Linked DNA regions of Mus musculus: all the other regions are linked to region 4. The links are chromatin contacts, called in public HiChIP or PLAC-seq and promoter capture Hi-C maps. All regions are on one chromosome and are shown on one strand. The core of a region is the stretch at or near the end of the contact, and the rest is flanking DNA. Distances in the headings are between cores, read along the strand shown. Region 1 has its middle 160 kb from the start of Triml1. Region 2 holds the start of Triml1 (tripartite motif family-like 1). Region 3 holds the start of Triml2 (tripartite motif family-like 2). Region 4 holds the start of Frg1 (FSHD region gene 1). Region 5 holds the start of Micu3 (mitochondrial calcium uptake family, member 3).

Region 1 (4,783 bases), core at 455-2,954, 1.6 Mb after region 4:
TTGAAACAAAACAACATAAATAAAGCAAAAAGAATACCCTGGGCATATCACCTACTTTCATTTATTCCACCCACCTTTGAGGATACAGCAATGAAATCTTGCAGAAACTCCAATACCAATCAATCATACAATCACATTATAGCTGGTGTTCGTTATTTCTATAGAAAATAATAAATTTGAAATTCTTATTTGTAAATATGAATTTTATGTTTGCAGGCAACACGGGGTGAAAGGTAGTCTAGAGATAGAGCAAACACTAACTAAATGCCCTCTTTCTTGAAAGTTAGTGAAATTTGTCTAATTTTTAATATATATAATTGATTTCTTTTCTTAGGAAATACACATTATACATATCATTTAGAACATAATTTTCACATTTAAGTATATTTTCTTTAGATGAAAATATTGCCAAAAAAAAATTTTAAGTAGGTGTCACTGTCCTATAGATGAGACTGGCATTGAAATAACACAAACAGCAACTGTCTCTGCCTTCTAGTCCTGGGATAAAGGTGTATGCTCCAATATTTGACTGTAACTTAATTTTATTTATTTATTTATTTATTTATTTATTTATTTATTTATTAGATAATTTCTTTATATACATTTCAAATGCTATCCCAAAAGTTCCCTATACCCTCCCCCCGCCCTGCTCCCCTACCCACCCACTCCCGCTTGCTCATATCTCTAGCTGCATATGTAGCAGAAGATGGCCTAGTCGGTAACTTAATTTTCTTAACGATCTATTTCTTCATTAGATTCCCTTTGGACTTTCTTTAAATACAAAAAAAAAAAATTTAAAAGAACTTAAAGCTGTGAAACTTGAATTCTAAAATAGAAGCATTTATTCATTCTAATCAGTTTTTTTCAAATGTTTCAAGTTATTTGCTGCCTTTACATTTAAATTAATTCATTCCTCCTTGATAATAATAAATACACAGAACAACTACTGTATTTGAATCTATCTAGGCCTGTGGTTAAAAGAATGAATCATTTTAAAAATATGCACCTACATTTTCTAACACATCCTTTAACTTGAAACAAATAAATTTGCATTCATTTGCAAAACACCTGACACAAGGCTTGGGTCCCTTTACATATGCAATTTCTGATTGGCAACAAGTATTATTGTTCTGGCATAAACTAAAATTGCAATTCTGTACCCATGATTACAAGTTTAGTTTCCTTTAAAGAGGAGCCACTTGAGGAGAAATCTGAATGCAGATTCCATCTGGAGTCTAACATACTTTCCTGATCATTTACATATGTTCTACATAACCCTCTGATTTTCTTGCCTACTTGCTTTATCAGATCTTTCAATATATTTCACTTACATGTGGGTCTATTCGTGGCTATCAATGTGTTTAACTTCTCCAGAAAATAAAATATTTGTTTAACACAACAAATCAGGTAAATAAATGTTTTTGGGGTTTTTTTCCAATTTAACATTTTTTTGTGGAAATAATTGAGTTACGATGGCTTTTAACTCCATTTCATGAATCACACTTTAACTCCTTTTTAAGTTTGAGCACGTGAGATGAGCATAGTGTATGAATATGGGTGTGTGGATGCACAGACCTGTGCACAGTCAAGGAGGTGTCCTCATCTATCCTGCTTCAACTTGTTCCTTTGAGGCACTGTCTCTCTCAGACCCTAAAGCTTGAATTTTCTGATTAACCTGGCCTCCAAGTCCCCCACAAACTTCCTGTCTCCATGTCCACAGTGCCAGACCTACCACCAGCTTGTCATTTGGATGCTGGTATCTATACTCAGGTCTTCATGGTTATCTAGAAAGTGCTCATGAACGAGCCATCTCTCCAGCCACTATAGCTGACTCAAGAGATTAATATATAGTCAAATTGCATTTCGGGTTCTGGATTTTAGTGGGTAAATCAACTGAGCAATGTTTTTCTAGGTTCTTGCATTTATACAGTAGTGATAGTGTTTACTCTTGCCATAGAATGAAGGTTTGTTTCCATTTGAAAGAGGTAATTAGAAAATGCTTTTATGAAAAATTAGAATTGACTCACATTGACCAAAATTTAATGAAAAGAAAGATCAAAGCTTTGCCTTCATTTTGTTCTTGCCTCCTTTATATTGAATTCTCTGTTTAACCCTGAAGGTTGATGTGTTCATCATTCAAGGAGTAGCTTGATTTCTAACACACTGCAGGCTTCGAGGCTGAAGAAAATACTGAGATAAAACATTGCCCTAAACCACAGTTACTTTGGATTCCAGGAAGATCCAACCTGGAAGAAGAGACCAACATGAATATGAAGGTAATCACCCATAAGGAATAGACTGCACATTTGAACAGAAGTGATTACCCACTTTGTCTCTTTGTCCCTTCCAAAAACAAGGTCTTTGTTGGCCTAAATAATAGTCCCAGAACTAAAATAATACTCAATCAGATGATATCATGATTAGAACTATTTTGAATTATCCAGACATTTGCCTTGTTTATATCTGAAATATTTTCCTCTTTTTTTTTTCATTATAATGGGTTGCTTAAAGCCTTTCTTCCCCCTGCAAGTTTGTTACTATATTATAGATGCTGCCCTGGTGAAGAGGATTATAAATCCTTCAATCCTTCCTATCCTACCTACTTCCTTCCCAAAACTGCTAAATTTCTAGCATAAGGCAACCACAAGGTAGGGTGGGACAACAGGAATAATTTTTCCTCAATCACCACCTTATAGCTATTTAGCATTTTCACTAAACTGCTAAACTCAGACACTTTTTCCTTCTAAATTCTGAGACTGCATTCCAACATAAGCTGGAGATAACCCCCATCTGCAATAAGGAATTTCCTTTGTCCATCGGATTCTGCTGAATCTCCTATTCCAGCTCCCACTGTTTGAGTGGCAGGCAGTGCTAAAGGCTATTTGACCCGAAATCTTTTTTCAGTGTATTCTCTACTAAACCTGGAAAGAATCTTTATTATTTAAAACATCTGTCCTGTACTTTTGAGCAAGTTCTCCCCACTGCCCTTCCCCTCTATCACCCTACCTCGAATTAACTCCCTTTGTTCTCCTAGACGAGTTCACTTCTACTTTCATGTCAACTGTATGTATATAATTTATGTGTGTGCATAAAACCTGGGACACATGAAGGAAGGAAAGCATGAGATATTTGGGAGACTGACTTCGTTTACTTACTATGATTGTCTCCAGTTGTCTCTACTTTTCTGCAGAGAACACAGCTTCATTCTTCATGTCTGAAATAATTCTTTCATGAATACAAACCACATTGTCTTTATGCATTCTTTTTTTTTTTTTTTGATGGACATCTATCCCAGCTCTGTAATTTAGTTCTTGTGAAAAATTCTACAACACAAACATGAATATGTTATTTTGGAATCTTTTAGGTAGCTACCCAAGCTTTGTCATATAGTGGAATAGTGGTTCTATTTTTTTTTTTTTCTCTCCAGAAAACTTTCCTTAACAGGCTGGACCAGCTTACTGTCTGTCTCTTAATTATAGTTTGGGGGGTTGGTGGTAGAGACTGGCCTGTTATAGCCACAGCTAGCTGTCATCCGACACACTCCGGCTACAATTTGTCACCTCAAATGAAGGCATATGCCTTAGACTGACTTCTCATTATTTTTTCTGAAATCCTCTAAAACTGAGTAAAGTTAAAAAGAAATATTTCTTCTTTATTACAGTAATGTTTTTGTATTTTTCCCTATTAAAAAAGTACTCTTAGTACTAAGTAACTATGATAGATAAATACACACTTTATTATATTATAAATTTACACCAAAGACTACAAATTGAGATGAGCAGAAAGGAAGGGGACTCTCGCCATTATATAACACCCAGTACCTAATTGACTGATAATAAATTTCAGGTGTCACCAGGCATCAGTTGAATAAGTGAATGAACTACATGACTCTTTTATTAAGTTTTATTGTAAATGAATTTGTTAATATGGAAATTATCCAGATTTCCAAAAAAAGTCTTTCAAAAACTCAACTGTCAAATTAGATTTTATCATCATTTTATATTGATCTTTAAGCTACTATGTTGCATAATGAAAACATTAATTTCATATGTGACAGGCTTAGTCAAGTATTTTCATAGTTGACAATATCAGGTGATACAAAATTATATCTTTCAATAAAATTAAATAAAGCATTTGAATAGCTAATATAAACTAGAAAAGGCTATTTGCTACCTAAAATTTTTAGTAATATAGAATTAATTTATGCTTGTAGGAATTGTAAAAGTGTGTACATTTTTTTCTAAATTCATTTGAGGAACCATAAATTCTCATTTTCTTTGTCCACTATTTTGACCATAGATTGTTATTTTATGGGTGTTGTTATGCTGTGTTTTACTGTATTAAGGGAGAAAGCTAAAAAGAGACTAGAATTCTGCAATGACTCTTCACTTCCAAAGTGTAGTAAAATATGCCCATTACTTACAATGCCTTCCCACTGCCCCAGGCAGATTGATCTGTCTCCCCTTCTCCCAGGGGCATCTGGTGCATTCACAAATATGGACATCAATATCTGTCTTCTTTGACTTAGCTGTTCACCAGGGAATCCTACCTTAGAACCTAGAAGGACATGCCCTGAACTTGAGAAGACATACAAAATAGCAAAAGTAGATGAAACTGTAAATCTAAAAGGTCATTCCAAATAAGTTTTGTATTTCCCTTGTGATTATGTGTCACAAATAAGTCTCCATTATACTGTTGTAATTCCCCTAGCCTTGAGTGAGGAATGAAGGAAATTGAATTCTTCTGTCTATAAACCTGCAACTCCAACATGAAGCCTATCTTC
Region 2 (5,086 bases), core at 56-2,555, 1.7 Mb after region 4:
ACTAGTTTCCATCCTATCTCGAAAATACATTGCTTGTGTTTTAAATAACATTAATTAGATCCATCATAAAAGACTAGCCAAGAAAGATAAACAAGTTAAAACTGGGGTGAGTTAACCCGAGCTGAACTGTGATACTCCCCGGTGAGCACACAGTGGCAGTCAGCCAAACAGCAGGGTACTGCCTATGACTATGACTCAAAAATGGTCCTTTCCAGAAGAGATGGCTCAGTGGTTAAGAGCACTGACTGCTCTTCCAGAGGTCCTGAGTTCAATTCCCAGCAACCACATGGCAGCTCACAACCATCTGTAATGGGATCTGATGCCCTCTTCTGGTGGGTCTAAAGGCAGTAACAATGCACTCATATATATATATATATATGTAATTAAAAAAAAAAAGTCCTTTCCCCCTGACATGTCACCAGGTATCTCACACACAAGATGAAACACTAGACAGACACTGACCTTACACAACATCACTCGTTCCTTCTCATGGTTCAGGATGGCCTGAACTTCCTTCTTCTTTTTCCGTAAAATATTTATGATATCTTGGAGTTTTTCCTGCAATAGAAACAAACCCCTTGGCAAATAAGCAGGGTATCCAGTGGTAGAAAGATCAGGAAAACTAGCCATTGGAAAATGACTGAGGCTCTCAAAGAGAGAGTGAAAGCAAGAACCATGCTACATGAAGATACGTGCCCATGGCTGTTACCGACAGAGACCTGGATGAGAGTTAGTGGCTAGGAGCAGTTCTGGGTTCTGAGATTGCCACTGTGCATCCCAACTTACTTTGTGCTGCTCCTCAGCCTCACTTGAGAAACACGCCTTGTTCGTCCCTTGACTTGGAGGTGAGACATTAATGACACTCTGCTCATCGTCAGAGAACACCCAACTAGGCCCTGGCATTCTCCCACAGATGCTCTGCTCATCCTCGCTCTGCAGCACCTGCGATCTCAGCTGTCTGCCAATATTAGCCAGTCTCCCCAGCCGCTCGTTGGCTTGAAAATGTGGGGCTCCCAAAGTCCTCCAGCATTCAGGACAAGATAAAGGTGTGTTGTGCTCCTCCCAACTCTTGAGGAGGCACATCAGACAAAAGCTGTGCCCACACTCGGTGGTCACTGGACTGCTGAAATAATCCAAGCAGATGAAACAGGTCAGCTCTTCCCTGAGGTTCTCCATCAAATCTGTTGTGGACATTTTCTCATGGTTGGACATCAGGACAAGGCTACACTTCTGGTCTGGGATTACAGAAGTCCTCTTCAGTCACAGCTGGGTGATGATCAGGTGCTGTGTTGTTATTACAAGAAGCTCTTGTTCTCCTCTGTACCTGATTACACCAAATGATACATACGCTCCAGCTCTCCAGCACAAAGCCAATTGTGACTTAATGTGGAACTCCTGGGCACTGACTCATCACCAGCCCCAACCTTTTATTGAATGTTTTTCTATGCATGCCACATGCTAAATGCTAGTATCTGATATAATTGGATTGGTGGGTTTTTTTTTAATTAGCTAGTTCCTGTATGTAAATGGCACCATGAAACCGTTTAAACACATGGGCTTGGGGTTCAGAAAATGAATTACTTAGTGGAAACCACACAAAAATTGTAGAGGTCTCTGATTCGTGAATAGAAAGTATGGTCTACATCCTTCAGTAGACCGCACTTGACAAAACTAGTTGAGAAAGAAGAAAACTACAACGTACATCCTTTTCCCATTAAACCCTTTTCTTTGTTTCACCAAAGCTTAAGCTTTCCACACAGTAATCAAGTACTCTGTGCATTTGTTTGATTGTATTCATCCTAATGGAGAACTATACCACTGAACTATTCCTTGACCTTTCCTAATGGAGAACTATACCATTGAACTATTCCTTGACCTTAGACGCACAATGAATTGACACTTATATTTATCCCTCCACCCTGAAAGACCACGAAGCTCACCCAGCTGACATCATGAAAAGTAGCTAAGTGACACTTGAAGATTACCTGAAGACATCATTGCACCATGGATTGGATAGAAAGAATCCTATCTTGGTAGAAATATAATGTTGCTGCTTGTTTTCACCTTCTAGAAATGTTCAAACTAGCCATAAACCTCCTGACCCTCTTTTAATTCTTACTTGGCAGAAACTGAGTGGGCAGACATTTTTCTGTTGATGTTGGAAAATGTAAATGTATAGTACAGTGATTTATGTATGGTGATCTCTACAATTAGTGCCAAGTGCCATAAAACCAGAATGTCATGTGACCGTGAATCGTTCTTGTCATGCCCTCCTATATGATATTTGCTAGGGAGTATATCTTAAGCGCCATTCAGTGCACCGTACCATGTGTATATTCCCTGGTGCTATCCTGCTTGGCAACCTTCTGCAGATCTATATTACCAAAGCTACCCTATTAACCTTTTGTCCCTGACTTTTAAGAATTGATCTGCTTCCCCATCCCCCACCCATTTCTTATTAGCTATTAGGTGTTGTCTTATCTTCAACTTTGACAAACCAAAACTCACCTTTCTGAAGTCACTGATCCATCACTTCTTGGCCTGGTGGCAGAGATACAGGGTGAAGGTGTTTATTCAAATATGTTAAATAAGTGTGATTTGCACACCATTTTCAAAATTGGGATTCAAATTTAAACACACCAAGAGAGGTGGCATCAGTGAGACACCACAAAAGCACCCGGCTTAGGTGATTTCCAGACTGCTATTTGGACACAGCTTCACAATAGCTGTTAGAAACTAGTCATAAGCAAAAGTCTCCCCCAAAAATAAATATACAATAACTCTAAATTAAATGTCATCATAGGAAAAAAGGTTTATGAAATGTCACCACTATTCAATGCAATTCATATCCCAACCTAGAAGGAGTCAGAACAGGTCTCACAGTTGAGTTGGAGCGCATCATAGAGCCCACATTCTGAAATGGAATTAGGGAATGGGCATCTTCTACTTTCAATTCCCACTATTGTTCCATTGCTCTTCCCTCTTCCAAATAAATAATTGTCTTTTTTTATAAGCTTCATAAAAGAATAATTGTGCCTTGTTCATTTCTAACCAGGAGAATTTTTCCCACCTATCAAGTGATAAGGAAGTTTTCAAATGAGGGATAGTGAGCCGTGCCCATAATTCTAGCGCTCAGGAGGCTGAACCATGAGGATTGCTTGTTACAAGTCAGCCTGGGCTATGGAGCAAAGTACAAGCTAGACCAGCCTACAGCATAGTCAGACCATCTCAAAACATTAAAAATAAATGTTTTAAATGAACAAACAGAAGAGTCACATTACTGCACAGTGACAGTCTTCACTTGGCTGGAAATAGATCTTACACCTAATTACCTTCTATAAATGATTAAGAAAATTGAGGTTCCAATAAGTTGAGCTGAACCTCCATTCTGAGGTCAAATTGGGATGGGAAAACTGGGTCTCCTCTTCACAGTCTTTGGTCAGCACACTACATCACATATTGCCTTTAACATGAAAAATTCTGATTATCTCAAATAAATGAATTCTCTCTGATGGTGTCAGAAGTAAGTAGACAGCTATCATTAAGGCATGAGTTTTACACCCACCGGCACAACTCTTTCTTTCTTGGAAATGCAGTCTTTATAATTTCTTTAAATATGCTGCGTAGGGTCAGTCTGGGGTGAGCTAAATCCCAGAGTGACCCAGCCCTCCTAAAATATTCACCACAATCCCACAAGGCACTATGCTGCCTATCATGACTCCTAAAGCCAACACCTCAAGTATCTTACTCTGTAGTCTTACCTCTGTGATGAGTCTGTGATGAGGTAATGCTAAGAGATATCCCATGGTGACAACTGTCCAACTGTCGCCCAGATGTGGCTAAAGTTGGAGCTGTATGGGAAGACTGGGAGGGGGCAGTGAGTGGACTGGAAAGTGAATAAGTTAAAAAAAAACTTTTAAAAGAACTTCAAAAATTCAAAGATAGTAATATAAAGGTCTTGCATATTAAGGGTCATTGGGATAGGTTGAGCTTATTTGGAAAATATCTTGTATGAAAGCCTAGTTTTAAAAATATAACTGTCATTTCACATCAGAGTGGAAAAGATAGATTATTCAACTAATGGTTTAGGATAAGTGAGTGTAGCCATCTGGAAAAATAAAGTTGAATCTCTACAAACAACTTACCCAATGTGTGTTCCACATGAGACAGGATGCTTGTGTGTGTTCCTCCCAGTTACAGATTTCAGATTAATTTGCATTGTTTTGTCACCATTTTGACTTATTTATTTTGTTTTGTTTTGTTTTATATGTGTTTTGTTTTAGATCAGGACTTCAAAACCGTCTACTGTTTTGCTATATTGTTTCTCCCAAGAAATCAGTCTGACCCTGGGAAGCTAGGTAGATAAAAGAGGTACGCAAATCAAACATTTACTGATGATAAATCAGAACAAGATGTTTTTTTAAGCAATTCTTCGCAATAATGCAATTTTACCATTTATGGAAGATGAAACCAAAATTTCATGTTAACAAAATGGATGTGCTCATTTGTCTTTACACACGGGATAAATCTTAGCTGGATAGTTGGTATTGCGGGATTAGATCATTCAATGCTTTTCAGAATTTATTTATTTACCCATTTATTTATTTATTTATTCTGTTTTTTTATTTAGTTTTCTTTGGTTTGGTTTGGGAGGTTTTTGCTTCTTTGTTTGTTTGTTTGTTGTTAGAATCCATCTGACCCAGGATGTCTTCACACTTGCTACATAGCTTAAGCTGGCCTTGAACTCCTGGTCCTCCTACTTCACCTCTCAAGTTCTGGTATTATAAATGTGTACTACCATGCTCAGTCTGATCAATATGTTGATTTTACAATCATCAATTATGAAATAATATGAGATGGGAGACATTTGTTTAGGTAGGGCCATTTCAGAAATCATTGAAAATTCTGTCCTAATCTCAAACCCAAATAGACTTAACAAGAACTAAGAAATGGGTGCCCCTAAGGAGCTGTAACACAAGCATGTAGGACATGTGACTACGACCTGGAAACTCAAGGAAGCTTAAGGAAGAATGCTCCATGTTTGAGGAAGAACAACCCAGAAGCTTGATTGCCCACGACTGTGGCA
Region 3 (5,100 bases), core at 2,418-4,917, 1.8 Mb after region 4:
TTCGGGGTCCTGAGGCCTGCTGCAGTAACCAGCTGGCCCTAGGCATTAACTGCAGCACTTGGAAGATCCAATCAGAAGGATCAGGAGTTCCAGACCAGCCTCAGCAGCATTGCAAACTCAAGGCCAGCCTGGGATATATGAGACCTCCTTCAAATTCAAGACCACAGGAAACCTGCCTCAAAACAAATAAGCAAACAAACAAAGTATAAGCAAAATAAATGTGGCAAGTATAAATGAGCACCCACTGACTTCAAAGGCAACTGTCATGGCTGTTCTTGGTTGTCAACTTGACTACATCTCAAATTAACTGATCCATACCTTCTGCTGGAAGCCTACATAAGGGCCTGGAGGAAGGCAGCTTTTGCCCTTTGTCTGCTCTGACCTTGCTAACAAGTCCATTCCTTTACTGGCATTAGTGCCTACTTCTTTAGAATTCCAGCATACACTCAAGACCAGGTGGAATGTTCAGCCTCCAGGACTGAACAACTACCGGATTCTTAGACCTTCCATTCATAGGCAGCCATTGTTGGAGTACGTGGACCAAACCCTGAAAGTCAGGCAAATAAATCCCCTTTTCACTTAGAGAGGGATTCATTCTATAAGTTTTGTTACTCTAGAGCAGCAGTTCTCAACCTGTTAGGGGTTGGAGGTAGGGGATTAAATGACCCTTTCACAGGGGTCATCTAAGATCATCAGAAGACACAGATATTCAGAATGGCTAAGATCAAAAATGCAGGTGACAGCAGATGCTGGTGAGAATGTGGAGAAAGAGGAGCACTCCTCCATTGATGGTGGGACCGCAAGCTGGTACAACCACTCTGGAAATCAATTATGTGGTTCCTCAGAAAATTAGAAATAGTTCTACTTAAAGACCCAGCTATACCACTCCTGGGCATATACCCAAAAGATGGCCCAACATATAACAAGGACACATGCTACGCTATGTTTATAGCAGCCTTATTTATAGTAGCCAGGAGCTGGAAAGAACCCAGATGTCTCTCAAAAACGGATACAGAAAATGTGGTACATTTACACAGTGGAGTACTACTCAGCTATTAAAAAACAATGATTTCATGACATTCACAGGCAAATGGATGGAACTAGAAAATATCATCCTGAGTGAGGTAACTCAGTCACAAAAGAACACACATGGTATGTACTCACTGACAAGTGGATAGTAACCCCAAAGCTCAGAATACCCACAATACAATTCACAGACCACCTGAAGCTCAAGAAGAAAGACCAAAGTGTGGATGCTTCAATCCTACATAGAAAGGGGAGCAAAATAATCACCGGAAGTAGAGGGAGGGAGGGACCTTTGAGGGAGAGAAGAGGGAGAGTGTAAAAAGGGAAGCAGGATCAGGTATGGGGAGGGACAGAAGAGAAGTACAGAAGGCCAGGAAATTGAATAGAAATATCCATTGGACTGAGCTGGGGAACCCCAGTGGAAGAGGTAGGGGAAGGGCTGAAGGAGCTGAAAGGTAAGTGGACCTCTGAATTCAAGACCAGACTTGTCTATACAGCATGTTCCAGACCAGCCACAGCTAGACAGTGAGAACTTGTTCCAAAAAGCAAGCGACTTTGGAGGCCACAAGGGGGCACCGGTTCCCTTGAACTGGAGTAACAGGCAGTGGTCCGCAGCCTAACTTGAATTACTGTGAATTTAACTCTGGTCCTTTGCAAGAGCCTTAAGCACTGGTCAATCTTTCTTGTCCCTACTTCTAATGAACAGGACAAACTTAGAGAAAACAAGACAGCTAGAAGCCAGTCCTTCCTTTCAGAGCATGGTGCTGTCTGTACACATGAAATTTTCAGCACTATGGAATCTGAGGCAGGAGTGCCACAAGTTTAAACTCAGCTTTCTATATATAGCAAAAGGCTGGTGACACAGGCCTTTAATCCCAGCACTTGGGAGGCAGAGGCAGGTGGATTTCTGAGTTCAAGGCCAGCCTGGTCTACAAAGTGAGTTCCAGGAGAGCCAGGACTATACAGAGAAACCCTGTCTTGTTGAAACTCTCTCTCTCTCTCTCTCTCTCTCTCTCTCTCTCTCTCTCTCTCTCTCTCACACACACACACACACACACACACACACACACACAAGGCTGTCTCAAAACCCAAAAAGGGGGCAGGTCAAAATCTCACACATGTTTTTTGCCCCAAGGCTTAGAAGAAAAGAGATTGGGTATATTTTTAAAAAGAAAATCCTCTCCAGACTAAAGAAATAGGGAAAAAAAAAAAAGAAGAAGGTGGTTTATCTGAGAAAGCAAGCGTGAGGAATTCAGTTTAGGGAGAAGGTACAGAGAATCTCTCCAGACAGGAGAGCCACGGTGCTAGATGCCTAGTGCTGAATCTGATCTGGAAGATCAGGAGAGCCAGGTAGGAGGATTTGCTGGTTGTCATGCCAACTGCTTAAAAAAAAATAAAATTAGATTTAAAACCCTCTCTCCTTTGCTTAGCAAGGATTGGCGCATGACATAATCCCTGTCAGAGACAGGACTGTAAGATTAGGGAACTAGAGAGATTTTCCTCTTCACTGGGCCCGCCCCTTCCTCCCCCACACCCCCTCCTGAGACAAAGTCCTTAGGCAGGCGGTTATCTCCCTGCAAAGCAGTGACCCTTCCCTGAAGCAAACATTCTGGAGAACCAAGTGAGTCATTCTTCTCTAGTGAAAAAGCATTAGCAGTTAAAGATAAGAGGCTGAGGCTGAGGAAAACAAGACAGATCCTGCAAAGTAGTCTCATGGTCTGCATTCCTATTAATGATCACCACACATAGGGCACAACATCTTAAAAGTACCTTTCTCTTTTGTTTTATAGTTTTTAAATTTGCTTTTAATTACCTTAAGGAATTAAAAAAATACATTTTGCTTTAGTTGGCCCCCTTCCTCTCCCTCCATCTCCCTGGGGGACTCCTCCATTAAACCCTTCCATCTCTGCTGTTCCATTTTCCTCTTTCACACCCCATCCCAATGTATGCTCTCTCTTCTCTCTCTCTCTCTCTCTCTCTCTCTCTCTCTCTCTCTCTCTCTCTCTCTCTCTCTCTCTCTCTCTCTCTCTCCCCCCCCCCCGTGTCTGTCTGTCTGTCTGTCTGTCTGTCTGTCTGTCTGTCTGTCTGTCTTTTATAAATCAGGCTGGTCTCGAACTCAATCCACAGACATCCTCCTGCCTCTGCTGTCCCCCTCCCACCATGCTAGGACTAAAGGCATGCACTGCTACACACAGCTTTTTACTATTATTATTATTATATAAAATTCGAGGATGAATGGATAGATTAGTAGTGGTTTATCTGTTTTCAGAATCTCTGTGATCCAAGCTGGGTAGGAACTCACCTCTTATCCTGGGTCCACTTCAAATTTGCAGCAATCCTCCTGACTCAGCCTTTCCAATTCAGGGACTATCAGCAATGTGCTATCCAATCTGTCTGGGCCTGAGATCACACCCAAGGTCTGTGTTTTACCGAAGAGTTTTCAGCCAAGGTCAGTGTTTTACTGAAGAGTTTTCAGACAACTGTTTAGAAATGTAAATTAACCTACCTAGGAGGTGGGGCCAGGAAACAGATTCAAAAGTATCTGAAGCCACTTCTGCTGCTTCCGGACCAATCCGGACCAATCCGGTAATAAAGGTCGAAATGGCCGGTTTATGTGACGCTTTGTGAGACCCGGAACTGACCTTCGTACTGAAGTCTCTGGTCTCCACTGGCTGTGGCTTTCCCTGAAGGAAATCCTTAAGATTTCTGGAAAGGAAGGTGAGTTTTCCCGCTTTGCATCATCATTTCCGTAATCATACTTTTTGTTTGTTTGTTTGTTTGTTTTCCAACGACTAAGTTTTTTAAACATTTATTTTGTGTGCGCATGTGGGGGGTGGGGTGGGGGTTGCGGGGAGACCTGGCTTGGTGGTCAGGCTTAAGGAAGTCATCGGTTTGGTTCTCTCCGTCCAACCCGGAGGGCCTGAGGATTCTGCCTTCGGGCTTGGCAGAAGCGGCCTTCACACACCATCAAGGCGGGCCAACTTTTTATTTAAAAAATAAATTAGTTGATTTATGTATGGGAGCGTTGTTCTGCAAGCATACCTGGTGCCCTCGGAGGCTAGAGGAGGGTGTTGGGTCCACCACGAACTGGAGCCACAGATGGCTGAGTCGACTTGGGGGGACACTAGACTTGAACCTCCACAAGTAGCCCAGACTGGGGATGTTTCTGGGACACCATTAAAATACTTAAACTTTTTAATGAGACTGGGCCTCGCTTTGGACTGCTGTTAGCTGTTGAACTCACAGCCTTAGCTTCCCAAGTGCTGGAGTTACAAGCCGGTTGTGAACTATCCTGCCTGATCAAATTCAACAACTTAATTTTGGTATCCTTGGAAGCTTGATGGATGGTTGATTGATGGATGGTAGTGGTCCCTAGATGAGAGACTTGGGGGGTGGGCAGTAAAAGAATAAAAGAACGCCTGAGAAAGGCAAGACAAAAGGTAAATGATACATTCAGGAAAGCAAGCCCAGGGAGGCGGGAATTTCCTGGGGTTTTTTGGTTTTGGTTTTGATTTTTTTGAGTCAGGGTTTCTCTGTGCATCCCTGACTGTCTTCAACCCTCGCTGTAGATCAGGCTGACCTCAAACTCTAAGAGATATGCCTGGCTCTGCCTCTCTGCTGCCTCCTTAATGCTAGGACTAAAGGCACACACAATCTGGCCTGAATTTCTTGGTTTTGTTTTTTATTAAAAACTAATATTTGACCTGTCCTTTTGATTTGCTTTAACCTTTTGCTGACTGATAGAAGTCTTCCCCTCCAAAACAAAAACAAACAAACAAACAAAAACCCAAGAAAAAGACAAACAAATGACAACAAAAATACTGTTTTTAAGGATGGCTGGAGAGATGGCTCAGCGGTTAAGAGCACTGACTACTCTTCTGGAGGTCCTGAATTCAAATCCCAGCAACCACATGGTGGCTCACAACCATCTGTAATGAAATCGAATGCCCTCTTCTGGTGTGTCTGAAAACAGCTACAGTGTACTTACATATAGTAAATAAATAAATCTTAAAAAAAAAAAAAGATGGATATGGGGGCACACTTAATCCAAGTACTGGGGAGACAGGCTGGAAG
Region 4 (4,715 bases), core at 260-2,759:
TGAAAGAAGCCAAACATAGAAGGCTATGTACTATTTAATTCCACAGGCATAACATATTCATAACAAGTAAATCCTTATAGCTGGAAAGCAGTCGACAGAAGCTGGAAGGGCGGGCAGAAGGGTGTGACTATTTAATGGTTGGTTAAACAGTCTCCTTTGGAGTGGCAAAATGCTTACTGACTAAATAGTGGTGAACTCGTAAATATACTAAACCCCACTAGCTGTACACTTTAAAAGGAGTTTATGGCTTATGAATTACAGCTCCATAAATGGAAACACGAGGAGAGATCTTAGGGGAAAAGTGATTATTCAGAGTGCTTACAACAAATTCTGAGCCTTGCTGTGGTTGCAGCCCAAGCCTTTAATCCCAGCACTTGGGGGTTGGTGGGGTGGGGGAGGTGAGGCAGGTGAGTGTCTGAGTTCATGGCTATCCTAGTCTACAGAGTTAAGTTCCAGGACTACACAGAGAAACCTTGTCTCAAAAAAACAAAGAACCAATCATGGAAACATGGAAAGCACTACATAGGTTTTAATAACTGCTGTCTTAACTTCTTTGTATTTTATCGACAACATCTTCAGAAGCAAATTCTAAATTTTAAACAGTTTCAGATTCGGTCAGGATAAAGCTCCGAGCTCATTCAGCACGAAGCTCGCTGACAAGTACCTGTTGAAACTGCTTCAGCGGTGATACAGGAAATAAAGTGTTCAACTTTGGCTAGATCCTTCAAGAGGACGGAAATAGGATCGGGCAAGATATCTTTCTCTATAGGGCTAACTATAAATCACACCCACATGCCTCCACTTGGCTGTTATATTCTGAGTTGGCTGTCTCATTCAGTTCTCATAACTCTTTTTTATAGTCTCGAGGAACAAGAACCAGCGTCTAATAAATCAGCAAACGAACCATCAACCCATCACCGGTGCGAATTCAAGGTCCCGACTCACACTATGATGCAGCTTTGCCTGCCCCCTACATATTACACTGCAGAGAATCAGGGCGTTTTTGTTTGTCCGCTTGCTTTTTCCATTTGCAGGAAAGACCGGTGGAAAAAAAAACTTTCCTTAAAGCAAGTTATCAAGGCAGGCAGGGGGAGGCCTGGGGGGGGGGGCAAAAGTAGGACTCCTGGTCTCTCCGTTTCGGGGGATCCCCGGCCACGCAGCGTCAGCTAAGAAGTGTCGGGGAGGCTGTCCACGCAGGTCTGAGTGTCCTGGGTGGCTTGGCTACCCCGTCCCTTGAGCCCCGGGGATGGATGCACTGAGAACCGCGCCTCCCTCCCGAGCGCCGCCTCACCTCTTGGCTTTAGTGCCCTTGAGCACGAGTTTGGTGGACTTTACATAGGAATATTCGGCCATGGCCCGGCTCGCTGAAGTGGCAGCCTCTGGCAGAGCTTCCGTAGGACTGGGAGGAGGAGGAAGTGGCTCTAACGGCCGGAGCTGAGCGAGTCCCCGAGGAACTCTCGGTCTTCTTCAACCCAAGGCTACGATTCTCCGGCTTCCTGTTTACTGCTTCCGATGCACTACGGCGGCCGTGGAGGGTCCAATCACGTCAGCGTTCCTGCGGCGAAGTCCCGGATGTTCGCGGTTTTTTTTCCCCCCCAAACCAGGCAAAACTTATAGAGACGCCCCCTGGTGGAAGCGAAGGTATCCAACAGTTTCCTGCTGCCGAGGTTGTAAAGACCATACCTGGATTGGATGAGCCAGATGTTGAAAGGATCAAATCTATCTGCCCACTCTCTTTGCAGCGGACATCGCACCAAGTACCCGGCAACCCGCCAGACTGGGCCTGCACAGAGAAACCGAGATGTGTGTTCTGTGGAGGCGTGGGTCACAGCCTTGGCTTCGGGCAACTTTATCAACGACTCTGGCTCCAGAGTTGTTAGTTGTGTTGTACATGTTTTACTCGTGTATTGTGTATGAGTAACACACAAGAAACAATTGAGGAATGATACAATGTATAGTTGCTAACTACTGGTTTCTATCGCAAGTGCTGAAGAGACTTTGGTCTCCACACCGAATACTGTCTTTCCCTGTAGTCTTGATCCAGCCAAGTGCGTATTCCTTTTGCCTCCTCCAATCTTCCCCGCAATGTTATAACTCCCTTCCATTACAAACAATGCACCGCTGATACAGCTTCTGTGTGATCTTTGGTTTTTGTGAAAGAAACATGAATGCTGTTAGAATCAAAAAATGGAATGGCTTTGTCAACACTTGACAAATATAAAACACTTTTGAAGGAATGATTGATGGCAGCTCTGGCAAGGGATGACGTGCAAAGATATTCTAGGTCTGTGTGATCTGGCTGGAATCCAGACACACACTTAGTACACACCTTTAATCCTAAACAACGATGTCTAATTGAGGGGCAAACAAAGTGGTGAATCAGAGGGAGATTTGACAGAATATGCTCAACGCTCATCTGAGTGGCACAAGAGAGAGAAGCTATTCAGGTCAGGGGCAAGTTCAGTCTTTAGCGCTTGTCAGTCAGTGGGGAGTCAGAGTGGCGAGTACAGTACAGTGGAGTTGAGTGAGTTCCTTCATGAGCTCCTGCAGTTCAGTGAAGGTCAGCAGAGGCAGTTAAAGCCAGAGAATGAGAAGCCAGAAGATTAGAATAGATTACCAGAGTTAGTTTGAGGGCAAGCAGAGCAACTCAGGAGACACGGAGAGAAGCCAGATGAAAATCAGTCAGCTTGGAGAGGAGTTGAAGCCAGAATAGATTAGCTGAATCAGCCAGCCAGAATTTAGAAAGGAGTGGAAAGGGTGAGTTTATTCAGCAGCAAGCCTCTGAGATGGCGATTACATCTAGCAAATAGAAGATATTTTTGACAAAACTATCACAAAGATACTGCCTGAACTCCAACCTTGCACAGAAACTGCCCACAACCTCATACAGGAAACACTTTTGCAAGTACTTCTCCCTATCCAGCAAATAAATACAGGGTCTGTTATTTGTAACTCAGCCAATGATTATTGCTTAAAAGTATCTGATTTAACTCTCTTTATCTTTGTCTTGTCTTTTCTGGTGCTGGGGACCTGGCTTTGTGATAGGAACAGAGCATGCAGTTTAGGGTAAGGCCCTGGAAAACTGCACAAGCAGGAATGACCACGCTTTTCCCAAGAACACCAGAAGGGAGCTGGGTGTCTTCTAACTTCTGAAAGAGCATCCTTACCTGGAGATGACCTGAGAGCGCGACCAAAGCTCAAGGCACTAATCTTTTCTGGAACTGGATCTTTGGCTTTTCTTGGTGAAATAGGTCTTGTCTCATCCTCAGGTTTAGCCCATCCCATAAATGATGCTGGGGTTATGGCTTAAGAGAGGCAATGCCACAGTAGTCTTGATCAGAGCTCTATAGAAGTCCATTAAGGAAGAGACACTTTCCTTTGGAAAATAAGATAAAATTTCTCTCTCTTTTTTTAAAGATTTATTTACTTATTAATATGTAAGCTGTCTTCAGACACCCCAGAAGAGGGTGCCAGATCTCGTTGTGGATGGTTGTGAGCCACCATATGGTTGCTGGGATTTGAACTCAGGACCTTCAGAAGAGCACTCAGCGCTCTTAAGCGCTGAGCCATCTCTCCAGCCCCCAGAATCTCTGTTCTTAGGTAGAGACCTAAAATCTTCCCCCCACTTTGAAACAGGGGATGTCTGGGTGTCCTTGGCTGTTTTGGAGCTTGCTCTGTAGACCAGGCTGGCCTCAAATCTTAAAGAGATCTGACTGCCTCTGCTGAGATTAAAGGTGTGTGCCCACCCCCACCATTGCCCAGTGAGACCTAACATTCTAGCTAACCAAGATTATGAGTTAATAAATCTGGGCTTATCATTCACCAGGCAGAGACCATTCCCCAAAAAGCAAAGGCTAATTTACCTTAAGCCTTGGGTAAAGAGACCAGAGAAATAATTATCCCTGTAGTGAGATAATGCCTTTCCTTTCCTGTAACTTTTCCTTTTCCCCATCTCTTTCAGCTCATCCTGAGCAAGCTTCCTCAGTCACTCTGGGATTTTTCCTTTTCCTTTTCTTTTCTTTTTTCTTTCTCTAAAACCGCCCCCACTTCCACCACACCGGCTTCTCACAAACAATGGTTTTCTCTATTCCCCTAATGTTACTATTTATGAAGAACTGTCATGCTTCTTGCTCTGGAGTTTTTCTTTTGAACACTAATAGAATTGTCCTTGAGCTTCTGTTTAAGTTCATTCTTTTTTTTTTTTTTTTTTTTTTTTTTTCAGCCCCCTACATTTTATTTTTATTTTGGAGATTATAAAATAATTACATCATTTCCCCCTTTCTTTTCTCCCTCCAAAGCCTCCATGTTTATACTCCCCTCTTACTCTCTTTCAAATTTATGGCCTCTTTTTCTTTTTTTTTTTTTCTTTCCATTTTTTATTAGGTATTTAGCTCATTTACATTTCCAATGCTATACCAAAAGTCCCCCATACCCACCCACCCCCACTCCCCTACCCGCCCACTCCCCCTTTTTGGCCCTGGCGTTCCCCTGTTCTGGGGCATATAAAGTTTGTGTGTCCAATGGGCCTCTCTTTCCAGTGATGGCCGACTAGGCCATCTTTTGATACATATGCAGCTAGAGTCAAGAGCTCCGGGGTACTGATTAGTTCATAATGTTGATCCACCTATAGGGTTGCAGATCCCTTTAGCTCCTTGGGTACTTTCTCTTGCTCCTCCATTGGGAGCCCTGTGATCCATCCATTAGCTGACTGTGGG
Region 5 (4,499 bases), core at 72-2,571, 1.1 Mb before region 4:
TCCATGTTGGAATATTATAAAAATACCAGGAAATTGTGCTCAGGTCAAAGACAAGTTTAGAGGACCTATGGTACACACACATCGCCACACACACACACACACACACACACACACACACACACACACACACACACACACACACTTATACATGCATACCTTAGGGAACTAAATGCCTAAAAATGTTTGAAATCAGAGACGACAAAAAAAAAATTCCTGGGAAAGTATGGAGCTGCCATAAGTCATGCTAGTGGAATTAACAGGCTTCAGTGGAAAACAGATAACCTAAAATAGATACTGTCCTTATATGTCACAGATATCTTTTTTACCATTTTTAGGAGCTTTAAGGAAGTAAAACTGTATTAATCTCTATTAAAGCAAAACGTAACACAGCATATATAATGGGTTACTTGAAGATAAGGGGTGAGGGACAGACATAGTAGGATATAGGCCAGAAAACCAAGCAATTAAACTTGGATGTTGCTGACTATCCTTCTAGATCTGAAACTTTTCAGGGGTTCCTGGCACCGTTCCACACAAAGAGCAATGCAGGCATAACTCAGTCAGTAAAGCTGATGCTGGCAACGTGTACACACACACACACACACACACACACACACACACACACACACTGTATAACGTGCATAAAAGAGGGCACACTGCACTTCTCAGTTACATTTATACCATCAGTCACCCACACACACAATTGAGTCATAAGAATGATGAAAACCCGTTGTTTCACATATTTGACGGTTTTATTGAACTGAGTAATGTCACATACACATACTAGTAGTTCCTAAAAAATATTAACACTAACTATAAATCATTAGCCTGTCCTTGCCCAAAGTCCAGAAGCCAGCCTTATGGAGTCCAAAAATATTCATTCAGAACTGCAGACTTTATGATTGAAGCAACGGTCTGCACGCAACCACAAAGCGCTCGGAGCATCAGAGAATTCGGCACCGAGCAGGGCACCCAGAGCAGCGCGGCCTGTCTTGGAGGGGCGCCGGGTCACCCCGCAGCTCGGCTCCTGGAGTTCCGCCTCCCAGCGGTTCCCCAGGGTTGGGGGTCCCTTGCCCACAGCCGTGGTTACGGGCGCCGTCCTCTACCACGGCGTGGCTGGGCTGAGGAAGCAGGAAGGAGAACAGCCTGGACTTGGGAAGCTTTGGAGCTTCTCTCGCCCGTGCGCTGCATCCCACGGCGACTCTCGGGGAAGCACCGCCCGGGCTACGGAGGACCGCGGGTCCGCTCCGAGCTCCAGCACCGCGCCGACTTCTCGCGAGATTTCGGCCCGCCCCTCCCGCCCCCCTCCGTCCCCTCGGCTCGGCTCGGCCCGGCCCGCAGCTCCCGCTATGGCTGCGCTGCGGAGGTTCCTGTGGCCGCCGCCTCGGCTGTCGCCGGCGCTCGCCCCTCAGCAGCCCTTCCTCTCACCGTGGGGGCGGCCTGCGGGGACGGCTCCCGGGATGTCGGGCCGGCCCTTCTCCTGCCGGGAGGAGGACGAGGGGGCCGTCGCGGAGGCGGCGTGGCGGCGGCGACGCTGGGGCGAGCTGAGCATCGCGGCGGCGGCTGGCGGGGGGCTGGTCGGCCTTGTGTGCTACCAGCTGTATGGGGACCCCAGAGCCGACCCCTCGGAGCTAGCGGCCCCGGAACTCGAGGACCCGCCCCGCGGCAGGGGGCTGCTGCCCATCCCGGTGGCTGCTGCCAAGGAGACGGTAAGTGCCTGAGCGCGTGCGCGCACCGCGCAGGTGACGCCAGAGGGCTGGACTGCCAGGTGTGCCACCTGCCCAGGGAGGGCTTGGGGGTCGCGGTGACACTTGACTGACACTTGACAGTGGAGGTTGTGGAAGCACTGCGAGCTCCTGTAACAGAGAGTGAGGAACCTCCAGTGAGCAGCGTAGATCCACGCCAGGCACGTCTCTGTGCACTAGGATGCTCTGGGAGAGATGAAGATGATGCTGTCACTCATGCCTCAGCACCGTTCTGGTTGCTGCAGCTACCGTCGAGCAACCAAATACAAACCAGACACCCCACCCCACGACACACAGTGTCACAACTAAAGGACTTGACAGGCATAAACACGAAGAAGTAAGTGATGAGTGAGAGACAGCAAGAGCAAATATTCCTGGAAGCGAGTGCTGGATGCATTCTGAAGGCTTCTTTAGATATTGGAGTCTGCCAATTAGTGTACAGCAGTCCCAAGAGAGGTGTTGCTATACTGGGAAGGGAAACGTTACTCAAAAGTAGTACACCTCTCTTTCTCTTTCTCTCAATAAACCCAGAATCCCTGACATGATAGGTTAGAACAAACAGGAAGAGAGGTCATGAAAGGTGGGAAACTATGAGTGAAGCTAACTGCAGAAGTATCATATAAAAACGTTGAGCTACAATGTAGTTCTGATATAAGGTAAAGACTGTTAAGGCAAGAAGAGTAAGGGATGTGTCCTGTGTCCCCCTACCCCCCCCACTCCACTCCAACACACACTGTTCTCTGTTTAATTGTCATGTAAATGACTTCAAGAATTAGCCTAGGGAATATTTCTACATCAAGACTAAAAGGATATGACAAGATTGGGTGAAATAGTGCCCCTTTTAACCTTAATGAAATTTTGTATTTTTTTTCTCCTGTATGTAGGTCTGTAGTGGCCATGTACAAGTACCCAGCTTCTTGTGTATGTTTTGGATCCAGGTTGGCAGTGCATTTAGGTTAGGGGATCTCTGCTATCCACCTTTGCTTAGTGATAAATGACACGCACGCTGTGTAAAGTACTTTTATACAAATAAATAATCAAGTACTAGCAAACACTGTCAGCCTTCAACCCCACACATACAGACATGCTATTTTGTGGCTTAGGAGAGTAGCATGACATTTGTCTTTTGACCACGTGAGAACTTTTAGTCAACTGGAGTTGGTCTGGAAACAGATTAATGAGGTAGGGAACATGCAAATAGTGTTTTCTTTCCTCCCTTTTAAAAATGAACGTTACCTTTAAATTGGAGAAACTGGATCACGTGGTTCCATGAGTGCTCTGAAAGCTAGACTCTGACTCAACAACACTGTGGGCGTTAACTAAGTTAATAGATCTGGAACAGAATGGACCACCTCCTGCGTAGTAAACATTTGTCCGCTTTGCCTTTATTCATTTATTTTGTGGTTTTGTTTCTTTTTATGTTACTAGTGGCCAAGTCCAGGACATCATGCATGCTGCATAGTGGTCTATCACAGCCAGACTAGCCTCCCTAGGTCCTTTATTGTCTATTAGTATTTACTTACATTAGTATTGTTTCATCTGCATACAATTTTCCATGTGGTGTTTTAGAAATAAACTGATACTAACATCCCATGTCTTTTCCATCCCAGTCTCTGCTTCAACATTATAGTTGTCATACCTTTTGCATGTGATAGTTTTTCCTTGTGTAAACCGTGTTATTGTCCTGTTATTATCCGGATATTGGAATTTTCACGATAATGAGCTTTGGCTTGAACATTTTTTTATGCTTGTACTAGGTGCTTTCATGACAAAAGACCTTTCATTGTGGAAATTCATGTCAAAAAGGTTCATAGACTGTTAAACTATTTCTTTCCTCTTTTTCTTCTCTGGAAAGAGGGTCTGAATTTAAGCCTGACATCCTAATGCTAATTTGTGTCTTTTTAAAATGCATCCACTGGGCATTATAACCAGGCTTCAGCATGTCTACAAAAAGACATGTTCACTTGTAGAAGTCTAGGTTTGGTATATAACCTAGAGGAAGAAACATTTTTCTTCCAGATCCTGCAGATTTGGGATTTGTATTAGCTGTATCATAGTTGCCATGAATAGTACCTGACAGGAACAGTTGAAGGGAGGAGAGTTTTATCTTGACTCACAGTATCAGGGGATAGCCGCCATGACTGCAGGCGTGTGAGGCGCTGGTCACCTGGCACCCACAGTCAGGATGCACCTGGCATCCACAGTCAGGATGCACAGAGAGATGCATGTTCGTGCTCAGATCACTGTTTGAAGGCTGTTTGCAGTCCAGTCCAGTGTGTCACCCACAGTTGGGCTGGATCTTTGCCAACATACCTGATCCAGTCAAGAAACTCCCTGGGAAACATGCTCAGAGATTTGTCCCCCTAGGTAGTTTGGGGTCCTATCAAGTTGATAACCAACATCAACCAAGGTGGGACTGTCTTAAAGAAAAATAGCTATCCTCTTGGAAACTCTGTAATTTATCTTTAATAACTTTAAAGAAGTGAAGATATTCTACCTAAAGGTTAAAAAGGACAATTGAAATCATTAAAATAATTATATTAGCCCTATACTTTATTGCATTTAGGTATTTATGCATCACATGGTATTTTTACCTACATATATATGACACACATGTATAGTATATGTAATATATAACACATATATAATGTATATAACATGTATTATATATATTACATGAGTATGTAATATGTAAGCTTGAATATGAAATTTCCTCAACAGCCTCATTGGTTTGAATGATTGGCCCCTAGCTAG

The links. Promoter capture Hi-C pulls out the DNA fragments that hold promoters and counts their contacts. HiChIP or PLAC-seq counts read pairs in DNA pulled down with a chosen protein or histone mark. Capture Hi-C pulls out chosen DNA fragments and counts their contacts.
Region 1: a promoter capture Hi-C map of second pharyngeal arch cranial neural crest shows a contact between it and region 4. The contact joins the enhancer-like site here to the promoter of Frg1 in region 4. A contact is called at or near these places in 5 of 39 promoter capture datasets (cranial neural crest, embryonic stem cells, hippocampal neurons and 1 more), 1 of 115 datasets of contacts at active chromatin or transcription factors (astrocytes) and 1 of 9 other capture datasets (embryonic stem cells).
Region 2: a contact with region 4 is called in a promoter capture Hi-C map of embryonic stem cells. The contact joins the promoter of Triml1 here to the promoter of Frg1 in region 4. A contact is called at or near these places in 3 of 39 promoter capture datasets (cranial neural crest and embryonic stem cells), 2 of 115 datasets of contacts at active chromatin or transcription factors (embryonic stem cells and stem cell-derived neural progenitor cells) and 1 of 9 other capture datasets (embryonic stem cells).
Region 3: a contact with region 4 is called in an H3K27ac HiChIP or PLAC-seq map of embryonic stem cells, with 6 times the contacts expected there. The contact joins the promoter of Triml2 here to the promoter of Frg1 in region 4. A contact is called at or near these places in 6 of 39 promoter capture datasets (embryonic stem cells, hippocampal neurons and stem cell-derived epiblast-like cells), 1 of 484 Hi-C or Micro-C datasets (embryonic stem cells), 7 of 115 datasets of contacts at active chromatin or transcription factors (embryonic stem cells and stem cell-derived neural progenitor cells) and 1 of 9 other capture datasets (embryonic stem cells).
Region 5: a promoter capture Hi-C map of adipose tissue shows a contact between it and region 4, with 3 times the contacts expected there. The contact joins the promoter of Micu3 here to the promoter of Frg1 in region 4. A contact is called at or near these places in 6 of 39 promoter capture datasets (the HPC-7 cell line, embryonic stem cells, hippocampal neurons and 3 more), 1 of 484 Hi-C or Micro-C datasets (CD8 T cells), 3 of 115 datasets of contacts at active chromatin or transcription factors (large pre-B cells, microglia and thymic regulatory T cells) and 2 of 9 other capture datasets (adipose tissue and liver).

The regions. Positions count from the first base shown.
Region 1 is chr8:42,976,472-42,981,254 of GRCm38.p6, forward strand. No RefSeq gene overlaps it. Among named protein-coding and RNA genes, the nearest start is that of Triml1, 160 kb to the right of the region's middle. Within about 2 kb of position 1,705, at least 10 of the 459 cell types and tissues checked have an H3K27ac peak or open chromatin away from gene starts, as enhancers often do. A contact at or near this core is called in second pharyngeal arch cranial neural crest, where this site is marked.
Region 2 is chr8:43,140,181-43,145,266 of GRCm38.p6, forward strand. Triml1 (tripartite motif family-like 1) reads right to left here and starts at 1,306. Exons shown (of 6, transcript NM_177742.4): 1 at 787-1,306; 2 at 463-558. The coding sequence starts at 1,212.
Region 3 is chr8:43,176,869-43,181,968 of GRCm38.p6, forward strand. Triml2 (tripartite motif family-like 2) reads left to right here and starts at 3,668. Exons shown (of 8, transcript NM_001381929.1): 1 at 3,668-3,744. It also overlaps a transcript of Triml1 not described here.
Region 4 is chr8:41,415,609-41,420,323 of GRCm38.p6, forward strand. Frg1 (FSHD region gene 1) reads right to left here and starts at 1,510. Exons shown (of 9, transcript NM_013522.3): 1 at 1,292-1,510. The coding sequence starts at 1,353. Gm50494 (a long non-coding RNA gene) reads left to right here and starts at 1,518. Exons shown (of 2, transcript XR_003947538.1): 1 at 1,518-1,641; 2 at 1,743-2,127.
Region 5 is chr8:40,306,702-40,311,200 of GRCm38.p6, forward strand. It overlaps Micu3 (mitochondrial calcium uptake family, member 3), which reads left to right and starts at 1,322. Exons shown (of 15, transcript NM_030110.2): 1 at 1,322-1,709. The coding sequence starts at 1,350. It overlaps Mir7666 (microRNA 7666), which reads right to left and starts at 1,228; the gene lies at 1,174-1,228.